Linked DNA regions of Mus musculus: region 2 is linked to region 1. Evidence: chromatin contacts called from public Hi-C data. All regions are on one chromosome and are shown on one strand. The core of a region is the stretch at or near the end of the contact, and the rest is flanking DNA. Distances in the headings are between cores, read along the strand shown.

Region 1 (6,725 bases), core at 1,316-3,815:
TTTTTTCTTCAAAACTTTAGATGAGATGAAAAGAATTAATTTGAAACATTAAAAGTAGTTTTTTTATGTTCTCTAAAATACATTATTCCAGTTGGAATGTGGATTAATTTGCTAATTTTTTAATCCATTTAAAAATCATAGAATAAAAAGTTTGTGAGGGCTAAGGATATAGCTCAATTGGTAGAGAGCTTGTATAGCATCCATATATACCCTGGGTTTGATCCCCAGGACTCAATAACTCCACCTGTAGTGGAACAGTTTTACAATCCTGGTACAGAGGAGGTGGAGTCAGCAGTTGTGGACATTCAGGGTCATTTTTAGCCATTTCTTTTTTTTGAAAGCCTGTCCAAAAGAAACATGTAATCTATCTTAAGAGCTGTAGATTTTATATGATTTTGAAATTCATATATAGGATAAAAAATTTCAATGAAATTATTTGATCCTTAAGTCTGTGCGGTGGCTCGTGCCTGTAATACCAGCAATCTTGAGGTAGATTCAGGTCAGAATTGCAAGACTGACAATAAATAAATAAGCCAATCCTGAACAGTTTCAGAGCCGTTAGATAATCAGTAGTACATGCCCCTTATCTTGGTCTGCTTCCTTAATGATTAAAGTGTTATGTTTGGTTTTTTTGTTCCTTGTTTTTCTTTTGACCTTTAAGTGGACTAAAAATGTACAATCATAGAGTTTGTGTTGCTATAATGTACAGTGTATGTTTGTGCCTGACCTAAGGATTATATGTAAAGTAGATTTCTTAATGGATAGTCATGTTTATAACTGTTGGAAGATCAATTTCAGTATTATTTGTGGCAATATAAGTTCTTTTTGCCTGGTTTCAGATTCAGCTGTGAAACATAATTGTTTTCTGTCTGTAGCCGACAATACTTGGGAAACACACATCTACACTCTATTCAGAGATTACTGTCCAAACTTAATACTAATGCAGCAGCATTCTTACTGTGGGTGAAGAGAAGATGTTCTCACATTGACTTCAGAATTGAGTTATCTGGAGAATAAAATCCCTTAATCCAACTTCCAGTCTGTCCTATGCTTCTTTAGCATTCTCCACCTCAAGTACAGACTAGCCATTATTTGAATCATATAGTGGGTGAAATAAGATCATACCAGATTTCCTACATAGAAACATCAGGGTCCATACTGGGAGGATGATTGTGTAAAATATATTTATTTCTAGCCTAATCTTAATTTTGTTCTGTCAGTGTGATTGTCCGATTGAATGTAAGACACTTTATTCCTCTCAGAATAATTCTTAATGTAAGAAAATCTATATCTGTGTGAGAGTCAAACTTTTATAGTTGAGAAAACCATCACACCGTGTTTCAAAGTTACTATTGCCCTGTAGTAGTTAGTATATTTTGTGTTTCGGGTAGTTTTACTTTGAGGATCTTCCATCCCAAAAATGAAGTAACTTTTATTTGCTCCAAAATATAAGGTATGAAGTTGCCACTTTTTAAAAAACAAAACAAAACACCCTTCCCCTTTCATTCTATCATTTATTCCTTTTCTAGTAATTTTAGTACATAAAGCTTTTGTTTTCAGGATTATTTTGATTGGAATATTTTTTGTTTACTTTAAATAAAAGAAAATTTGTCTTTCAGGTGGATTTTATGGGAAGTGTATTAATCAATATACATTCTAATTTGGGGTTCTCCTCCAATCAAAAATCATCAGAGAATTAGTTATAATAGCATTTTAGAGACATTTTGTTGCAAAAACTCTTTAATACTTTAAAATATCTCTTGCTAACAGTGTTTCCTCCTTATTAAGTGCAGTTATTTTGTTCAACAGCAGTCAGTGGAAGAGCATCTGCAATGTCAAACACTCCTACCCACAGTATCGCTGCTTCTGTTTCCCAACCTCAGACTCCAACTCCAAGTCCCATCATCTCTCCTTCAGCCATGCTACCTATCTACCCTGCCATTGATATTGATGCACAGGTAAGCTCCGCATTTAGGAAAGATGGTTTTCCTGGAATCACACTGCTTTTAGTGATCTTACACATCTAAGATTTTGTTGTCAGAGACTCCAGATACAATTAAAAATTAAAACCCATTTAAAAAAAAAAAAGTATCAAGCCAGACAGGCATGGTGGCTCACACCTAATTTTGCATTTAGAAGGATAAATTATTATTACATGAGTTCAAGGCCAGCCTGGACCTTCATAGTCAGTGCCATGTTCTGGCTGAGTTAAAACTTTAGGGTTGTTTGTTTGTTTTTCTTTTCTTTCCTTTCTTTCTTTTCTTTTTCTTTTTCTTTTCTTTTTTTGAGACAGGGTTTCACTGTGAAGCCCTGGCTGTCCTGGAACTCACTCTGTAGACCAGGCTGGCCTCAAACTCAGAAATCCATCTGCCTCTGCCTCCCAAGTGCTGGGATTAAAGATGTGCGCCACCACTGTCCAGCTAAAACTTTAGTTTTTAAAAGACTAGAATATAAAAGGAGTATAAAAGCAAGATTAAAATGAAACCAGAGCTGTGATCCCAGCCTTTGGGAAGTTGGGTAGAGAGGATCAGGAGTTCAAGGTCATGCTTAGTTGTGTAATGGTTGAAGCTAGTCTGGGTTGCATCACACCCTGTCTCAATAGAGCAAACATTAGGATTGCTGTATATCTCCTTAAATAGTCAATGGAGTGTTTATAAAAGAAAAGGCTGGGGCTGAGACTGTATCAGTGGAGGAACACTTAAAGGCCTGGGTTTAGTTTCTAGCTTCAACCAAAGGTGATTCTGTAACTTAATCAACTTCATGTTTCTGAACATAATATAGTCTTAGTAACTTTTCCCCCTTAAGACGGGGTATCTGTATAGCCTGGGCTGGTCTCCCAGCAATCTTCTTTAAGCCTCCTGAGTGTTAGGATTAGGCATGAATAACCACACCTGGCTCTATATTATATTTTTAAATTATGATGGAATTACATATTGTTTATGAGGAAATATATAGTAATTTATGCAATTTTAACTAATAGCAGATTCTATTGAGGGAATAGAAACACTTTCTTTGGATTAAGAATATATATGAAGTGAAAAAAAGATACTGTTACAGTTTAGAAAGGGTGAGCTCTATTAAATAAGCTGCTGCATTAAAAAAATTAGTTGCTTCCCAGCATTAAGGAGATGGAGGCAGGCGGATTTCTAGATGAGTTTGTGGCCAGTTAGGGCTGCATAGTAAGACCCTGTCTAAATAAGATTAGTTGACTGTCAATGGCAAGACTTCTTAGTGGTTAAAGATGCTTTTCATCAAGTCTAATAGCCTCAGTTTGATCACTATAATCTAAATTGTAGGAGAATAAACCCACTTACCACTTTTCTTGTGATCTACATCTGTACTATGCCATGTGTTCTCACACACATACACATATAGGTAGGTAGATAAGTAGATAGACGCATACATACATTACATTACATATTTGTAAATTCAGCATGATGTCTCAGGGCAAGATGGGATTGACAAATTTGCTTGTTTATATCTTGACAAGGCCAAAAGATGGCAGGTACGGTGCTACAAGCCTATAATCTCAGTGCTTGAGAGATAGAGGCAGGAAGGCTACATAGTAATTCTGAGAATGTCCTGGACTACAGAAGACCTTTGTCTCACAACAAATCAATGAAGTAAAATTAAATTAAAATTTAGAAAGAAAAGACGAAAAGATTAAGAAGTGTGTGAGGAGAGAGAGGCTATTAAAAAAGGTAAAGTTATGGTGGTGGAGTGATGGCTCATTGGTTAAAAGCACTGACTGCTCTTCCAGAGGACCCCGGTTCAATTCCCAGCACCTGCATGGCAGCTCACAACTGTCTGTAACTCCAGTTTCAGGGGACCTTGTACCCTCACACACATGCAGGCCACAAAAAAAAAGAAAAAGAAAAAAAAAAGAAAAAGGAAAAAAGGTAAAGTGATAGTAAGAAAATGTAGGATTTTGATGAATATCTGGGGTGAAGAAGTATATGCTGTTAAGACTTAAACCAGCTTTTTATAAATTTGAGTTTCGAGGAATGTGTGTATATACCATTAAAACCATGTATTTCAGAGCTATAGCAGTTCCTTTTTATGTATGGGTTTGTTTGTTTATTCTTAGACAGGGTCTTACTGTATAGACCAGACTAGCCTGAAACTCAGAACCGCCTGTCTTTGCCCTCCTAAGTGCTGGGATTAAAGGTGTGTATTACTACCAGACTCACACCTGGTGTGTTTTAACTTTCTGTTTATTTTGTTCGGTGTGTGGGTATTTGAACAGCATGTTCTTCTCTGTTCCACAAGCATGCTTGGTCTCTATGGAAGCCACTAGAGTCTGTGTCATAGTTTTCTGAAACAGCCAGCCATGAGCTGCCATGTGGGTGCTGAGAAATGAATGTAGGTTCTCTGCAAGAGCACCAGGTACACTGGCTCACTGAACCCTCTCTCTAGGCTGTAATGTTGCTGGAGGATAAAGAAATCCTGCATTCCTCAGACCACACCACTTACTTTACTATCTGGAATAGAAAAGCATTTGGTTGGTCATTTGGCAAAGGAGGAAAAAGCGAGGAGCCTGACTTTAAAACTACAAAAACAATGTGCATTTATATTTATTATTGATCAAATAGTAGAATTCAGTAAAACTTGGAATTGAATATGCATTATTTCCCTTGTCCTTTTGATTTTGAGACTATTGCATTTGACCCAGAAGTGTGTTCTGATTTTTAGGGGACCAGGAAACTGTGTAGGGGCCCTTAGTACAAAGTTAAGTTCTTGTTTTCCAAACATTTAAAAATGAAATGAGCCTAAAACTGTGTGCCCAAGCACAATGTGATTTTACTGAGTGTTAAGTTATTAATGATAAAATTATTTTACTCAAACACTTAAGCAACAGCTATGTACATTAATGGAGGATTTACATAAATTAAAATGTACTTTTGTTTATATATAAAGATTTGACTGACAGTTGCTAGGCAGTGGCACACACCTTTAGTCCAAGCACTCACAGATCTCTTGAGTCCAAGGACAGCTAGATTACAGGACAGCCAAGGCTAAAACAAAGAAACCCTCTCTTGAAAACAAAAAGTGATCTGATGATGGATCCTTAAAATACTCATGTTTGGGAACTTGAGCTCACCAGTTAGGATTGTCTGTTGCTCTTAAGTGGGTCCCACTGTTTTCCAGCATCTACATGGTGGTTCACACCCATCCTTATCTCAAGTTCCTGGTGACCCAGTGCCTTCTTCAGGCCTCTGAGGGCACCAGGCAGTAATGTGGCACACATAGATGTAGGCAAAACACACATAGAATAAATGAATCTGAAATGAATGAATGAATGAATGAATGAATAAATAAATAAGTAAATAAATAAATTGTTTTGTAAATCCCTGTCTGGTTTCTACATTGAGCCTTTAAAAAACGTGTTGCACTTTTGCCTAACATGACATAAGTTTGCTATTTGTGCTTATCTAGAGATAGAAAAAATCTTTGCACATTAGAAAACAAACAGAACAGATAAAATGATAATTATTACACTTCTTCCTGATTTAGTTATTGAAATTGATTTAGAAATTTTGCTTCTGTGTCAAGGAGGTACATCAATATAAAAGTTAAATTCTTTTTTTAAAAAAAATATAATCTCTAAAAACACTTAATACTAGAATAAAAATCCCATCAACTCTAATGTTAATAGGTAATTTGTATGACCAAAATGTGCTGAACACACAAATGATCTTCTGAGTACTACCAAACTAAAGAGCTACTATGAGAGATTGAACATTCTCAAATGGGATAAAATGTCCAGGTTTCTTTTAATTAGTACTATTCAGAGGTAGAGGTCCTGACCTTGATTTCTAGCACAAACTAGGCAAAAGGCTTTATGAAGTTGTAAATAAAATTTGGAGATTAAAGTGCAGTACTCACAAATTATTTCTTGTTTCTATGAAATCTGATTGACTCTTGTAGACATGGAGGTAAAAGAAAGAACTAGTAGTTTTGCTCACGGTTTGTAAACGCTTGTATTAGCCTCTTTGCTGTCATATGTACATTATGTATGTCTGAACTTCTTGCCTTTATTTTTAAACTGCTATGGACTTTTCTCAAGTTAGAAGTAATATGAGAAGAAATAATTTTTATAATGTATCCATTATTTCCATCTATTTACTATCTCTTCAAAGGTGTAGATATGGGCTAGGACTATGGCCTAGGTGGTAGAGTACGGCCTAGCACACAAAGAATACTGGGTTTCACACCCTAGCACCATATTAATAAACCTGTTATGATGATCTATACCTCAAATTCCAGCACACAGGTTGAATCAGGAAAATCAAACGTTCAGTGTCATCCATTAGTACAGAGCATGTTTGAGGCCAGCCTGGGTTACATAAACTATGAAGTTTAACTTGGCTTAACATCAAGACTCAAATTATAGCTGGATGTGAATTATAGTGGGGCATAACAGCACATGCCTGTGATCCTTAGACTTTGAAGGTTGGGGATTATCTCAAGTTGTAGGTAAGTCTAGAGTTCAAAATGTTACGGACAGTGTTCCTCCCCCAATTCCTAAAGAGATAAAACACAGCTGTAAAGTGTATGTCATTGTCTTTTACCTCAATTGCCTAAGTCTTAGGTAGATGGGTTTTTTGCTTGTTTTTTCTGTTACTCTGCATTTTGTAATCTAGAGAAGAGTTTCACTAGAGTGATAGAAATACCTGAGGAGGCAATACTGTGCATTAAAGTCTTCTACTGTGTTCTGGGAAATC
Region 2 (6,725 bases), core at 2,740-5,239, 240 kb before region 1:
TGCTATATGCTTAGGAAAGTCTCCCCCTTTGAAACTGAAAGTGGCCATTATCGATTAGTCCAAGTACCAAACAACTTCCTCTGTGGATTTTCTTCTTATCTCCCAAAATCGAAAACTCAATGTGACTTTGGTCATGGTGTTCAACATTTTTTATTGGGATTCCATCTGGAATCAGTCCAGAAGAGAGAATGTGGGAGCAGAGCATGAGACAGTAAGAGGAGCAACTAAGAGCCCTGACCCTGTGCACGTATCTCAGAAGATCGCCCCTTCCTTTGAGGATGTGACTGTCAATAAGTCATAGGCATAGAGATCGAAAGTGCATAACTCAGTCTTCCCATGTACCGTAAGACAGAACTGTATTTCCCTTGAGAAAAGCACCTTATCCCAAATACTGAAAACAGCAAAATAACAATTATATGGCCAGGCTGGAGAGATGGCTCAACTCTTTGGGGTGCAGAGTGTTCTTGTAGAGAACCCACATGTGCTTCCCAGAACCCACGCTGTCAGCTCACAACTGCCTGTAACTAAGGCTTCGGAGAGTGGATGGCCTCTTCTGCCACTCACACACAATTAAACACAAAACCCTATGTGTCTAGAGCACCATTCTTAGACCTTGTTCAGATGAGACTCACAAGCAGTTACTTACAGCTGTCTTTGAACACTCTGGAAGTGTGTTGTCAGCCCAGCACCTATCCCTGTAATCCAGCATGACTTTCACCAGCGTTTCCACCTCATCAAAGGATGCTTCCTGGACATACTGGGAAAACGCGATGATGGCCCTGCAAGGGTTCATGAAGGGTACACAGTGATCTTCTGCAGAATTTCTACTTATGTCTAAAAATAACTCATAGAGACAGTGAATGGGTTTAATCTCTACACAACTGATATTTAACTAAATTATCTATGAGGAGCACTTGCCTTCCTGGAACATATCAGACAACAATACAATAAGTGTTATCATCAAAGGGAATCCAGAACAACTCACAGGTATGTCGTGTTCTCATCTATGAATTTCTGGGTAGCATTGAAATGATCTGAAAATCAAGGATATTTGGGTTATTACTTATCTTTATATTTTTACATTTTCCTAATAAGTAACTTTTCACGACATTCAAGTGTGAAACTATAAAAGGCTTATGGTGAAAATATTTTAACACATTTAATAAGGAAGGTGGATATCTCACTCTCTCATACACACACACATACACACACACAAATATGAGCCTTAATCACAGATGAGTATGTATTCAGAAGTTAGAATTTAATTTATTTGAATTTGTCTAAAACAGAGCAGAGTTTAGATTTTCCAGTGACTGTGTGTCATTTCTATGCAGCGTGTATGTCATTTATGACAAGAGAAGCCACGTGAAGATTAACTGATAGGTAATCTCCTCAAGACAAGGCTTGGTGACAGATATCATGCATCCATGGGTGGTGGCAGTCAGCACAGCTTTTAATGCTAGCCATGTGAGGTCCATCCAAAACCACAGATCCTTTCTCAGGGTATAGATTTGTTTGTCCACATAGACTACATTTTTGGAGTACTTATTTCTTTTTGAAATATTGATCTGGGCACTATGAAACCATCGTGAGTTATCAACTCAGCCACCTTCCTTGAACCTTGGCTTCCTGAGCACTCTCAGAGTAGGAGTAGCTTGTGCGCATGCACATAGAAGGAGTAGTTTGTGCACAGGGCTATGATCCAGTTTAGAATCAAGTTAGATATTCATCATGAATGAATGCTTTGTAATCCCTAAGTAAAGAATCAGAAAAGATTTCATGGGAGTTCCCTGTGAATTAATACAGAAGAAGAAGAAGAAGAAGAAGAAGAAGAAGAAGAAGAAGAAGAAGAAGAAGAAGAAGAAGAAGAAGAAGAAGAGGAAGAAGAGGAAGAAGAGGAAGAAGAGGAAGAAGAGGAAGAAGAGGAAGAAGAGGAAGAAGAGGAAGAAGAGGAGGAAGAAGAGGAAGAAGAGGAAGAAGAGGAAGAAGAAGAGGAAGAAGAGGAAGAAGAGGAAGAAGAGGAAGAAGAGGAAGAAGAGGAAGAAGAGGAAGAAGAGGAAGAAGAGGAAGAAGAAGAAGAAGAAGAAGAAGAAGAAGAAGAAGAAGAAGAAGAAGAAGAAGAAGAAGAAGAAGAAGAAGAAGAAGAAAAGAGAAGGAGGAGGAGGAGGAGAAGGAGAAGGAGAGGAAGAAGAAGAAGAAGAGGAGGAAGAGGAGGAGGAAGAGGAGAAGGAGAGGAGGAGAAGGAGAGGAGGAGGAGGAGGAGAAGAAGAAGAAGAAGAAGAAGAAGAAGAAGAAGAAGAAGAAGAAGAAGAAGAAGAAGAAGAAGAAGAAGAAGAAGAATGATATTTCAAAAATTAGCAAGAGAGTTAGGTGCCCAGTTTTATGTGTAGAGAAAATACATAAGAAAAACAAATATGTAAGGCAAGAAACCTTGAGACAAATTCTGGAGGCACAATCCATTTCATAAGAAGAATGAGGCCTCTTCTAGAGTTTGAGTTATGAGGATCTTGCATGTAAAACCAAGAAGTGTGGGCCTCAATTAGAAGCCATTGAGTTCTTCACATGGGAAAGGAACATGTTTACACAACAAGAAACACCGGGCACTGAAGCATACTATGTGCTGGGCCTTCCATTGGTGCCTAACAAATGGAAAGCGATAGGAACTACATGTCAAGTAGAAAGAAGGATAATCAGATGGGATAGAGTTGGAAGAGCATTGGGGGACTGTAGCGATTGTTCTATTGCAAAAAAACAAAAAACAGTAGGATCTGAATTTTGCTGGGAGTAATGCAAAGGAAAGTAAGCACAGACGCAAAACACGTTAAACAGACAAAGAGCATCAGGATCTGAAATGGGATGTTACATGAGGAGAGCAGAGGAGAACCTTAGGCGTTGCCATCTCATCGAGCCTGAGTCTGCTCTCACTGGCAGGTACCTCGCGGTCAGGACCACTGTGATATGCTGGATATGCTTGTGCAAATTATAATCATTTATTAATTTATTTTTAGGATTATATTATCATTACATCACTCTTCATTCTCCCGCCTGTGCTCCGGTTTACCCCTCCTTGCTCTTTTTCAAATGCATGGCCTCTTTTTCATTAATTGATCAATTGTTGTTATATACATTATATATATTTATGTATTCTTTAATACATAGATACAACCTTATCAGTCTGTATAATGCCACTTAAGTATATGTTTTCTGGGCTGACATTAAGCCAATTACATTCATGTGCAGAAGATGTGGCTTTCTGGCCAGAAGGATTTAAAAGGACCTTCCTCTGGATAGGAAAATTTTAAAGTTTCTCCATTTGGTAAAATGTAAAAATTGTTCTTTCCTCCAGGTTGACACTCCTTACGTAGTCTGTTGCTGTGGGTATGTAACAAACAGCTGAAGGAGAAATCAAGGTCTCATATACCCCGAGGGCATTTATTATCTACTTGGGAGACATACTGGACAACCAAAAATAGTTTATAAAGATTGTATATAAATGTTTATGCATGTGTATGTATGTGAGTGTGTACATATGTATGCATATATACTGTATTTATGTTATTCTGTTAGACTAAAAATATCCACCATAAAAAATTCTAACAGTTTGAAGTCCAAATTACATCTCAAGACAATACTATTCAGACCGTTGGCCGTTTCTAACTGCTAACATCCTGTAGAATAGATAATATGACAACCAAAATGTAAATCTATAGTGGGTTGTTTGCAATTACTGAAGAGTATACATACACTAAGAAATGAGAGGAAAAATAAATTAAACCACAGGAATAATTAAAGTTTTAAAAGCTAAAGAAAAGTAATTCCCCTAACTTAGCATTCCTGGTAATACACAAGTAAACTTACCTACGTCCTGAGGCTTTGTGGGTAGGGCTAGGGATTCAGTCAAAGGCAACAGGAAAAAAATAAAACCTGTAAGTTTTAAGTGTCTCATGTTTGAATTTTAGAAAAAGGTCATGCATTTAAAGGAGCAATGTGACTGGGGAAAAGAGGCACAACTTTTTATAGTATTCTTTGACCTAACATTTGTTAAAAAGTAACTTAGTTAATCTATTTCTGAAATACATAGGCTTTTTTTTTTCGGTCCTGGTGCAAATTTCTAGGTAATTATTAACTAGGGGAAAAATTATGCTGTGTTTCACTGAGGAAAAAAAAATCTGCTGAATTGGAATAAAAAACCAAACCAGCCCACAGGGTAAGAATAATCCTCCTTCCAAAAGTTGTAACATACTCCAAATGTTAAAGAAGAAAAGACTAGCTAACACATCAAAACATTAAGTTAAGTTTCTGGGGCCTGAGAGGTAGCTCAGTCCAAAAGTGCTTGCCTGACAGGTAGGAAGACCGGAGCCTAGTCTCCAAAGCTGTGTAAAGGCATTCCAATGCACGCGTCTCACCCCAGTCCTGAGAAATACAGCCAGGCAGTTCCCTGTGACTCTCAGGCCAGCCTGTCTACACCATTTTATGATGTTCAGGCCACTGAGAGACCTAAGGCATACACGCACACACACACACACACACACACACACACACACACACACACACACACACAGTGGACAACTGAGAAACAGAGCTAGAAGTTGTCCTCTGGCTTCCACAGAAATACACGTATGTGCAGGTTTACACACATGCACACAAACTCGCCAACATAAAATAGTACTTTCACTTGTAATCAAAGAAAATTAAAATAAGTTTTCTAAGTCTGTAGAAACAGGACAAAGATAACAGCAAAAATATTGAATTCTGGAAATATGTAGAAAAAATAAGTGCTCATATACCCAAAGCTTTTAGAAAAGAAGTTTTTAGTGACGGTTGATAATCTTAAAATATTAATGCCAATTGAACCAATCCCTTGAATTCTGGGGCTATACTGAGATCTTGACTCTGTATGTTGAATCTTTTTTCAGTCCATAGAATTATCTGTGGTCCTGCCATGCCTGGCCTTCAGTATGTTGAGCTGTATCCTTTTCGCAGTTGATTTGAATTATTTGGTCAGGAATGGATGTTTAAACTCACCAAGCCATTTCCTGGGTCTTTCGAGATGCTCACAAGGGTTGTGTTCTTTTTCTGTATTGCAGTGTGCCATCTTTATTACTGTGTGTGTGCTCAGACATTTTTCATCGCTAAAGAAAACCTCGCTGGATCACAGTGACTGATGCTTTTGACGTGCTGCTGAAATCCACTTCCTCAGGAACCTTGCTAAGGGTTTTTTTTTCTCACAGGATTACCAGACCATAATTTTTTTCAGTGTACTTCAGTGGCTTTGGTACCAGGTTAATGTGGGGTCCTTATAAAAAATAAAAAACAGCCAGGCATGGTGGTGGCACAAACCTTTAATCACAGCACTTGGAGGCAGAGGTAGGTTCTCTGCGGGCTCCAGAGAACAAGGTGTGTGTGTGTGTGTGTGTGTGTGTGTGTGTGTGTGTGTGTGTGTGTGTAAAACCAGAGCTATATGTTGATAGATAATACATACACACACACACACACACACATATATGTATATATATCCAGCCAAAGCTATACATTGGGACTCTGTCTTTTTTTTTTTTTTTTTTTTTGGTTTTTCGAGACAGGGTTTCTCTGTATAGCCCTGGCTGTCCTGGAACTCACTTTATAGACCAGGCTGGCCTCGAACCCAGAAATCTGCCTGTCTCTGCCTCCCGAGTGCTGGGATTAAAGGTGTGCACCACCACGCCCGGTGACTCTGTCTTAGCAAAACAAAATAAAATGAGTTTGTAAGTTTTCACACACACAAATGAGTTAATAGAAAGAAAGAGAGAGAAGGGAGGGAGGGAGGGAGGAAGGAAGGGAGGGAGGGAGGGAGGGAGGCAGGAAGGCAGGAAGGCAGGAAGGCAGGAAGGCAGGAAGGCAGGAAGGCAGGAAGGCAGGAAGGCAGGAAGGCAGGAAGGCAGGAAGGAAGGAAGGAAGGAAGGAAGGAAGGAAGGAAGGAAGGAAGGAAGGAAGGAAGGAAGGAAAGACAGATGATACAATAGCTTCCGTCCCAAAGGGAATCAGAGAGAGTTGATTCCAGACCTAATGAGTGGAAATGGCCTGGGTGCACGGATTTGTGTCACCCCAAACACCACATTCCGATGTAATAGAGACTTTATGAAGTTTTCATTGCAGCAGAACAAAGAAAGTCATAAATCGAGGATAAATCAAGGGTTTGTATTTTGTTTCTTTGTTTGTTTGTTGGCTTTTTTTTTTTTTTTTAGATTTATGATGAAAACAGCAAGCAGCAGGCACGTTACAGTAAAATGTCAAAGTCTCTTTGAGGAGCCTCAGATGTTACCTGATGAGACACTTTAGCTTTTGAGGTGGTAGAGAGGAGGGTTCTGTTTGCCCGTTTTACCCCGACAATCCCAGTGATGTTAGGTCGGATGCAGGTGGACCTTAAAGCCTAGTTTAACAACAGAGTGATTTTGCTGTGGACCTGCACCATCCCAGCTCTCCACAGTCATCAATCAGCCTTGCAGTGTCCTTAACTCAGGTGATTTCTTTTGCTGGAAGCTTCACTTTATAAATGTTTTCACCATGTTTGGATTTTGTGGGTGTTTGATCATGATTGGCACTCGTTTGTAGTAGAATCCAGCTGTGCAGACACCCAACAGCTGTCCTGGCACTGTTAAATAGAATGCTCTGTGTACTCCTCTTAAGTTTGTTTAGTCTGAACTGTAATTTAAATGTAAAATTTTCTGTCTGGAGGTGGGAAATCG

Evidence for each region. Hi-C and Micro-C count contacts between places; a contact is called where the count stands out from the background.
Region 2: a contact with region 1 is called in a Hi-C map of liver, with 2.7 times the contacts expected there. The contact joins the promoter of Afm here to the enhancer-like site in region 1. A contact is called at or near these places in 1 of 39 promoter capture datasets (liver), 5 of 484 Hi-C or Micro-C datasets (embryonic stem cells, liver, nephron progenitors and 1 more) and 2 of 9 other capture datasets (adipose tissue and liver).

Annotation. Positions count from the first base shown.
Region 1 is chr5:90,273,476-90,280,200 of GRCm38.p6, reverse strand. Ankrd17 (ankyrin repeat domain 17) reads left to right here. Exons shown (of 34, transcript NM_030886.2): 16 at 1,810-1,958. Among named protein-coding and RNA genes, the nearest start is that of Cox18, 53 kb to the right of the region's middle. Within about 2 kb of position 2,565, at least 5 of the 459 cell types and tissues checked have an H3K27ac peak or open chromatin away from gene starts, as enhancers often do. A contact at or near this core is called in liver, where this site is marked.
Region 2 is chr5:90,516,213-90,522,937 of GRCm38.p6, reverse strand. It overlaps Afm (afamin), which reads right to left and starts at 3,989. Exons shown (of 15, transcript NM_145146.2): 1 at 3,859-3,989; 2 at 986-1,034; 3 at 647-779. The coding sequence starts at 3,946.